Regions from separate parts of the Zea mays genome. Here region 1 is linked to region 2. Evidence: chromatin contacts called from public Hi-C data. All regions are on one chromosome and are shown on one strand. Each heading gives the region's core, a stretch centred on a gene start, on an enhancer-like site or on the middle of the called end of the contact. The rest is flanking DNA. Distances are from core to core; before and after follow the strand shown.

Region 1 (4,729 bases), core at 784-3,283, 360 kb before region 2:
ATTGTAATGTACACTCTCCTTGAGCTATAAAATGAAGGGCCAGAAACAATGACAACAAGGTCGTAACCACAACTCAATAGATCGCGCGCGCACACACACTAGATACTTGAGAGCTTCTCCCTCACCCGCCTCGCTTGTAACCCCTACTACGAGCAATCAGGTACCGGTAGTGCAAAGCCATCAAAGACTGGAGTAGAAATTTTGGTCGAACAAGTATAACCCTTGTGTCATACTTGCACATCATCCGGGTCTAAAAACATGCATCACAAATTTACTAGCTGGCGCTTAATCGATACATCGACACTAGGGTTCCAAAACCCCTTTCTCCAATAATGTTCGTTGGCTCCTCAACTGCTCCTAATGAGCTATCATGATTGGGGTCGACCTCGACATCATGTGGCCACTCTTCACCCATTCGATCCCTATAGCAAAAAACCCTAGGCAGCATGACTCCGACATAATGTGCTCCCCTAATCAAAACAACATGCAATATTGGGCTAATTAGATAATGCTTCCTTCCATCACATTTATAGTGATGGACAATGTTATGGTCAAAAGGCATGTTATAGCCATGCCCGAGACATTATAAGTAATACCCATAGAGACTATGATGTGCGTATAGGTGCAACAACCACTATAGCCACATACAAGACTACATGTGTATCTGTGAATACTATGTACGATATGCGGGTACATTAGTCATGTAGTCATGCTTGGGGATATAGATGTACACATAATCATTATAAAGTATATGTAGTTGCATGTACTCCACCTACGTTGTACCCAATATCATGGGCTCTCGTATTGGCCACTTTAGCACAATATGCTCGTCATTGTGGCACAATGAAAACATACATCATGTATGGGTCAACAACTATGAGTAGTAGTTGAGTCTTTAGGGTGGGCCCCTCGTCATGTCATTGAACTCTCCCCTTAATTGAGCTATAAACGAAAGGAGAAAATCAAGATACAAAGCACTAGAATTTTGGTCTCGGGACTTTTGGTGTTTTGTTTTTTAGGGGCTGGACTTTTAGCACTTGAACTTTGCACACTCCAAGACACAATTGATCAGAGTGTGTAAACTAGATCTCGCTTGCATATATTCATCGTAGGGTATTACAACAGTCTCATCCTGTAGTACCCTTGTTATCTTGATGTGGCACCGGTTACACATCGAATTTATCGTGAAATGTGTTTTTTCAATGCACGTCTAGTGTCATAAAATATTGCTACTTTTTACGAATGAATTTAATCAAACTTTAGATATTTTGCATCCTTTAACTAAGATGTCGGTAATATATTTCTCCACAAAATTCACCATTCCCATGATATGCGCATATTTTTATCCATTAGTGCTAAAAATATATCAACTAAAATCAGCATGAGTGGATGGTATGTTTACTAATTTTTAGCTATAGGACTAATAACAAGTAGTTTCATTAGTAGGTTTGAAATTGCTAATATATGCTAATAGTGTATATAATAAATAAATAACTCACTAACCAATTAGAGGTGGATTCCAACAGCCTCCCATTGAAAATCGACTAGCTAAAATTTTATTTTTTTAGTACTAACCAATCTAAAGAATCCCTATCTATTGCAAACAAAGGAAGAAAAGATAAGGCAGAGATATAGTAGTTGCCGGTTAGTTTATTTCCAAAATATATAGGATAATAAAAGGAGAAGAATAATTGCGAATAAAATGGAAATGGTCCATCGCGCAATCGAGCAGACGAGACAAAAGACAAGAGAGGCGAGCCAAGTCAGCAGGCGAAACATATAGGAGTACACGTAGACGTAGACGTAGTGGCAGGCAACCAAGTCAGCCGCCTGCCAAGTCCCAACGAACCAGTCCACGCGTCTCGTCCGTCCTCACACTGACACGTGGTGCCCAACTGCCCGTGGACCCACGCGTCAGCAGCCCATCGGCAGAAGGGGATGCGAGCCCACCAGGCCACCACCGCCGGCCGTCATCGTCGAGGCCATATAAATGGCGGCCCCGCAGAAGCCGCGGTGTCCCACTCCCACCATTCCCTCCCCTCCACTCTTTTCCTCCGACCACGACGACTCCGCCTCCCTCGGTCCCTCCTCATCCTCTTCCCCCAAGGAAGGCAAAGCCCAGGCCCAGACCCAGACCCGCCGATAAAGGCCATGGCCGCCGCCGAGCCGCCGCCGCCCTCCGGGATGGGCTTCTTCGGCATGCTCAGCTTCCGCCGCAGCGCCACCGCCGTCGCCTCCTTCGACCCAGCGCAGGACGATGAGCTCCTCGCGCTCGACGCCCTCCAGTCCCACGTTGCCGCCCGCCTCCAGGCGCTCTCCGCGCACGCCACCCCTGGCCCTGGCTCCCCGTCGCTCCTCACCCTCCCTTTCCTCTCGGAGCTCCTCGACGCCGTCGTCTCCTCTGACGACGCCTTCCGCGGAGTGCTCGCGCTGGCCCCAGTCGCCGCCGCGATCGCCAGGCCCCCCGCCGACCGCCTCGCCGGCGACCTCCTCGACCGCGCCGTCAAGACGCTCGACGTTCTCAACGCGGCATCCCTCACGCTGACCACGGTCCGGGCCGCGCACCGTGCCGCGCTCGCCGCCGCGTCCTGCCTCCTCCTCGCGCCGTCGCTCCACACCGCGCACCTCGCGCGCGCGCGCAGGGCCATCTCCAGGCTCTTCCCCGCCGACGACGCATCCGCCAAGGCCTGCGGCGGCTCCGCGGCCTCGCCCTCCTCGCGCACCATGCGCGCGCTCTCCTTCAGCGTCTCCAAGAACTGGTCCGCGGGCCGCCACATGACCGCCATGGCGGCGCACCTCGCGCCGCTGCCGCACCCGCTGTCGCCCGCCGCGGCCGCCCCGGGCGCGGGGTGCGGGCTCGGACTGGCGCTCTACACCATGAGCTCCGTCCTCGTCTTCGCCATGTGGGCGCTGGTCGGCGCGGTGCCGTGCCAGGACCGGGCGTCCGGGGCCACCGGGCCCCCCGTCGCGCCGCCGAAGCAGGCGCAGTGGGCGGCGCCCATGTCCGCGCTCCAGGAGAGGATCGCGGAGGAGTGGAGGCGCAAGGAAAAGAAGGGATCTTGCTCCGGCTCCGCGCCCACGTCGGGGCTCCTCGCGGAGATGCAGGCCGTGGAGCGCGCCGCGCGCGAGCTCAACAGCGTGCTCGAGGAGATCGCCGAGGAGGAAGAGGAGGAGGAGGACGACGAGCGGCGGCAGGGGATCGTGGGCGAGGAGCGCGCGCGGGACGTGACGGAGCGCGCCGAGGAGCTGGCGGCGGCGTGCCGGACGCTCGAGGACGGGCTCGCGCCGCTGGAGCGGCAGGTGCGCGCGGTGTTCCACCGCGTCGTCGCCTGCCGCGCGGAGGTCGTCCGCTGCATGGAGCTCAGCGCGCGCGCCGGCACCGCCAATGCCGCGTCCGCGTCAGGCGTGCCGCCGCCGCACCAGCACTCCTTCTGAGGCGACGATCGTCGACGAATTGCTTGCTTGCTTTGGGGGGTCACAAATTATTCTCTCCCCCCATTGCCCTGTACTGTACCATTCTTTGATTTGTACTGCTACCCTGCCACTGCCAGTAAAACAACGCCTCTCTTGCTTCTCATGCCCTGTAGATGATGAGCCTGCTGTATGTAAAAAAAAAAAGAACTAACATCTTGTTGGATTAGTATGTGTGCGTATTAATTTGATTCTTGTGGATGCTGAAGAGCATAGCTGTATGCAGCAATGAGCTACAGCTAGAGAGCATAGCATTTGTGAACCCCTTGTGCTTCCTCGTCGAATCTTGAATAATGAATAGTTTCTTCTGTTCCTCATCTCCCCAACAACTAACTGTAAAGCAATCCAACTGGACCAGCTGCAACTTGCTGTTGACCTCGCCTCCGTGTGCTTTGCTGACTGAATCTCACACCCAATTTTCAGGCAGTCATTCATTCGTCCATTTATTCAGAGGGGGGTAAAGGGCAACTACTGAATATGAACTCGTTTTTTCCTTTCTATCCTGCTGTTTTTCGTCTTTACACCCAATCCAGTCGTTTGTTCGTTCATTCAGAGGGACGGCCACTGTTGCTTTTCGTCTGCAAAATGACATGGAATCAAAGGGTTGACTCCGGAGGTTGAGGATCGGGGCCTGCACCTAACACAGCACTGACCAAGATTTCCATGAGCAGACTCTGAGGAGAGATGTGCAGGCCACCAAGGGGGCAGCACCGGCTGAGCTGCACGTAGCTGTGAGTGAGTGAGTGAGAGGAGACCTCGTCATCACTTTGTCGCCACTCGTCTATCTTCTGCAGACTAATTCAACTCACCTGTCCCTACCTGCCGGTGCCGGATATTGTAAGTTACAGCAAATACAATTGTACTGGACTGGCCCTAATAACTATTGTATGTACTGCCGGCTACCTGAATTCTATTCTACTATCAGTAAGGAAAAGATGGATCTTTCTTTTTTTTTTTCTCTTTTTCCAAAGGGAGCTGCTAGCTAGCTGCTGTCCATATGATACGATGAAAGAAGTTTTGAGTCCAAATGCCAGCTAGATGCAGTGAAAATCCGATTTGACACAGATGATTTGGCATTTTTCGATGACTTGTGTTTTGCAGGCTAGCTACAGCTAAAAAGACGAACAGCCAGCTTAAACTGCGACGAATGCTGTTCAAGTGGTTGGATGTTCTTCCGGTCATTGTCAATGCAAGAGAAGAGCCATCGAAGCCTGTCCTGTCACTCATCTTTCCACCACATGTAGCATATGCCGCCTCA
Region 2 (4,991 bases), core at 1,083-3,582:
AATAGGAGACACGAAGGCCTCCAATTCATCACGGTAAGCATCATGGCGAGAATCAACTTGCCTTACCACACTGCTCGTGTTCTGTACAATGCTCTCCGTCGAGTTGGAGGCCGTCGTCGTCATGTTTGTCATCGCAGCTATTGGGTGACGTGCTACCATCCATGGATGATGTGAATGCCACGACGCTGTCTTCGAGCGTCTAGGCCCTCGCGTCCATCCACTGCCACAAACTCCGGCACCAACCATGCATGACACGTACAGGTGCCCGGATCACGGATGGACTGCAGAGCCCCATGTCGTGGCAACTGTCGCCGAAGATCACGGTGAAGACCACATCTTCACCCCTCGCCTAGGCAGCACCATGGTGGCGCGAACCGACGCTCCACGCCTCTACGACCACCCTCCCATCCCTGTAGAGGGAAGGTCGACAGAGGATGATGTGGTTGCTGCTCCGGGGGTCGACGTCCTCATCAACCCCGGTGGCACTCGCGCTCCTCACCATGGATGGCCACCATAATATTTTGAATCTTATTAAAATTGAGATTACTCCTATATGTATATATACATATATACTAGTGTGTTCTAAAGAGATAATAAAACGGGGCTTTCTATAACGGACGACATGACTAGGGATGAAAACGGGAAAATCTCATACCGTCCTTGTCCGAATACCGTTTTTATAGTCCATTTTCAAAATTTTCGAAAACCGATTAGAAACAGTACGAAAGCGATTTACCTAGTTTTCCGATCGTTCTCATAATTTTCGTTTACGAGTCGTGATGATACAATTTTTAATATAATATGAGATACATCTAGTGTATAATTTATGTAATTTACATGTTTTTCATTGTGTTCAAGCGAATGAATTAGAGAAAAACAAAAATTGTAATTACTCTAAATAATACGAATGATGAAGAAATAGTTGTTTGTCTATTTCAATATCTAAAATATTCGCCAATATGCCACTTTATTATATATTTGTGAAAAACAAAAGTTTATTGTTTTTGAATAACCGACAATGCCGATCTGACCGTTGGTTTTTCGTTTTCATCCCGTTAAAAAAGTAAAAACATAATCAATTTAGCTATTTTTTGGACCGTTCAGCAGCACAACATGGCACGGAACGCGGTGGAGGCCTGATTCCGTTCCGACACATGACATGGGAAGCCATGGTAGGGATGAAAGCGGTCGGAAACGGTCGGGAAAACACTTCTACTGTTTTCATTTTCATATTTATTTTGCGGAACGGAAACGAAAATGGGATATATCGGATACGAAAACGAATGGGATAATTACGGGAATCGAAAAACGATACAATACGGCTGGGTAAATGCAGAAATCGAACGGTAACCAGTATTTTAGATCGCTAAAATCACAACATAAAAGTTAGTTTTGAATCAATGTGATGCTTCCAAACAGTAGTAAACAAGATGCTGACATTATTCATGCATTAGCAAAGACCAAACTTCTGCTGTATGTAAGCAGTATTAAATGTGCAAGCAACCAAGCAGTATGCAAGCAACATCAATGTGCTCACGTTAATTAATAAACAAGCAGTATGCGTGGATGCGTTTAGAGCTACAAGTTGGCTGATGGCTGGACTGCTGGAGACCTGGCATACTGTGGTGGGCTGGTCGCTCGTAGCATGGAGCCAGCCGTGGGCCCATGGAGAGAAAGCTAGTGTGGCTGGTTTATGGGCTGAATGCTTATGGATCAAGACAGGGCATCATGTCTACTTTTCTGGAATTGAAAATACCGGACAAAACAAGATCATCCTGATTTAAAACGAGATCCCGATAAAACGGTTGGAAAAATAGTTCTACGTTTTCATTTTTTCTTATCGTATTTGATATCCCGTTTTCGTCCTGTTTTTGTTTTATTAATCGGATTTGATAATAGTCGGAATAAAATTGACAAAATCAATAATACAATAACGGTCGGTTCGGGTTTCCCATCCTACTTTCATCCAGAGCCCAGGTTGCGTGCCAGCAACGCTGACCCCCCCAGGCCCCACGGCCATGGCGTAGGCGCACGTGCACATCCTAGCCGTCCGCGAGCGAATATCCGGCGCAGATACCCGATCGGACGCTCTCGCACGTCCCGCGTCCGGGCCGTCCCCACAGAAAAGAAAAAAAAACGAGGACTCCTCCCGAATTCTCCACGAAGGCGAGGGTCTCTTTTCCCAAAAGCGCCCGTCACGGCGGATCGAGCATCTGGGCCGTCGGGGCCGCGGATCGGACGGCTGCCACCGCGGCCCGGATGTTTCCCTGCCACCATAAATGCGCCGCGGCCGTCCTCGCTGCCCAACCCTTGCTCGCTGCGCCGCCGCCTCCGACATCGTCCCTTCGTCCCCACGAGCAACCGATAATCCGCCGGCGTTGAGATGTTGGTTTATCAGGATCTCCTATCTGGTGCGTGCGAATTTTACCAACCGATTCAGTATTTCTTTCTCTGTTTTTGTTTTCCTTTTTTTTTGTTTCGCCTGGTTCCCGATTCCCGGATCCGGTTACCGTCGGTGTTGTTCTAGTCGTGTCGCGATCGGTAGAGAAGTCGATCTCATCGTTTGCTGCGGCCTGGGTGGCTAGATCTGCGATCGATTCGCTGAATTACTGTGCGCGCGTGTATTGCAGGCGACGAGCTCCTGTCGGATTCATTCACCTACAAGGAGCTCGAGAACGGCGTCCTGTGGGAGGTCGAGGGAAAGGTATGTTCGCTCCATCATCGGATGGCTAGCTTGTGTTGTGATCCGATATTCTGATATCATTTGTTTGATGCAGTCAGTATCATGTGTTTAGACAGTACCTGTGTGGTTGGTATGTGACCTATGGCGCTGTTAGGTTCTTTCCTGCGCTAGGTTTTTTAGTCTAGATGTAATTTGCTTGATGTGGCATGCCATGTAGTTTATCCAAACTATTATGCTATTTTTAGATTATTTTAGTTGCCTTTACATACCAGGACTCATTACTGACCTGCAGCTGCACCAAAACTTAATTTTGATGTGTGCCAACTTCTCCACATTTGTAACTTTCTTGCTGTGGTATGCCATGTAGTTTACCCTTCGTTCAAATTGATGTATGCTACCGTTAGTTTGGTCTCATTGTCTTCACAGGCTAGAACTTCTATGGGCCTGATTGGTTGCCGTATCTAGGCAGCATGGCCGAGCGAGCCAGGCCCGCGGCAGCCTGGCTGTGCATCGCGTGAGCCTGGCTCCACAGATGCGCAGATTTTGGTCGCATCTCCAGAGCCTGGCCCGAGCTCCTTTTTTGCATCGCGAGACACAGGCGCTGATGCATATGCGGCAAACCAAACAAGCGGCAAAGTAGCACGCGCCTGGTTACGTGGATGCAACCTACAACCAAACACACTACGGTCGCATACCGTGAGCCTGGTTGGCCTATATGCGGGCAACCAATCAGGCCCTATGTTGGTTCATGAGTGTAACCTGGAGGTGCATCAACATGTTTTCATGCGCACCCCTGGCCTGAGTGTTTGTTTTTTTCTGTATGCTTGGTGTTGTACCAACATTTATTGGTCTCCCTTATTAAGTTATGTAGTCATGATTGTGCAGCGATAATACTCTGTTTTGCTTAATCCATTACTTGGTTAGCTGTTTTTGTGTGATTGTTACTTATGTTTGTGCTGGATGATTGCAGTGGGTCACCCAAGGTCCTGTTGATGTGGACATTGGTGCCAATCCATCCGCCGAGGGTGGTGAGGACGAAAGCGTTGATGACACAGCTGTGAAGGTGGTTGATATTGTTGACACATTCCGTCTACAGGTTGCTACCCTCTAAATGTCAGGGCTAATTTTTTTTTTTTGCTTGAATGTACCTTGTGCATAGTTTTTTGGTACTAATCCCTGCATCCTGTTTACAGGAGCAACCTCCTTTTGACAAGAAATCATTTGTGTCTTACATCAAAAAATACATCAAGAATCTCACTGCTGTGTTGGAGCCAGAGAAAGCGGATGAGTTCAAAAAGGGTGTCGAGGGTGCAACCAAGTTTCTCCTTAGCAAGCTGAAGGACCTCCAATTGTAAGTTCTATCAATAAATACATTGCATATCTATTATTAGCTTAGTAATGCTATGTGAAATATCCTCTGCAAGTTCTATACCCAAATCTATTGATAATACATTTCATATCTATCGTTAACTTATTATAGCAATGCAGCGTGAACTACTATACTATCTTTTTCTAATATGAATTAGAACTTGGTATTCTCATACACAAATGTATATATAGACTTTGTGATCCCACGTTTGCAGATTGTACCATCCTATCTTTTTCTAATATGAATTAGAACTTTTGGTATTCTCATACACAAATGTGTCTCCAGACTGTGTCTCTAGACTTTGTGATCCCACATTGGGCAGATTGTTTTTGTTCATGTAATACACTGGTCTGCCTGTAACCTCCTGTTTGCCTGAAAATGCTGCTCTAACCTCTTCATGCTGCTGTGCATTATTTTGCCACAATAGTTTTTTGACAATAGCTTAACATATTACATTTTATTCCTACCACGATTTATTCACAACTCTCTGTAGTTTGGTCTAATGTTGGCATTTATGTAAGGATAGTCCTTTGTAACTGATAATTTAGTCTAATGTTTGTTTTTTTTGTTAAATCTAATGTTGACATTGTTGTCATTTACATGTCTAATATTGACATTGTTATTTATGTTTTTAATAGTTTTGTTGGTGAGTCCATGAAGGATGATGCGTCTGTGGTATTCGCCTATTACAAGGATGGTGCCACTAATCCGACATTCCTCTATTTCTCTCATGGTCTTAAGGAGATCAAGTGCTAGGCGTGCGGCGAAATTAGTTACCCATGTTGGGTACTATCTATGTACTATTATTATATCCAAAACTATAGTTGTCCTGGCTGAATTGAACTCAAAAGGGTTTGTTTGAGAAAAAATTGTCCCAAGATTGGATTGCTTGTTAAAGCTCAATATTGTTATTGAAGTGTTATTGCTTAGTTGTGATTG

What was found. Hi-C and Micro-C count contacts between places; a contact is called where the count stands out from the background.
Region 1: a Hi-C map of leaf shows a contact between it and region 2, with 9 times the contacts expected there. The contact joins the promoter of LOC100501758 here to the promoter of LOC103626513 in region 2. A contact is called at or near these places in 7 of 25 Hi-C or Micro-C datasets (bundle sheath, ear, leaf and 2 more) and 1 of 3 datasets of contacts at active chromatin or transcription factors (leaf).

What each region holds. Positions count from the first base shown.
Region 1 is chr5:70,366,102-70,370,830 of Zm-B73-REFERENCE-NAM-5.0, reverse strand. It overlaps LOC100501758, which reads left to right and starts at 2,033. Exons shown (of 1, transcript NM_001196421.2): 1 at 2,033-3,640. The coding sequence starts at 2,152. The coding sequence ends at 3,435.
Region 2 is chr5:70,006,199-70,011,189 of Zm-B73-REFERENCE-NAM-5.0, reverse strand. It overlaps LOC103626513 (Translationally-controlled tumor protein-like protein), which reads left to right and starts at 2,332. Exons shown (of 5, transcript NM_001301465.1): 1 at 2,332-2,411; 2 at 2,631-2,704; 3 at 3,654-3,779; 4 at 3,877-4,034; 5 at 4,691-4,980. The coding sequence starts at 2,384. The coding sequence ends at 4,808.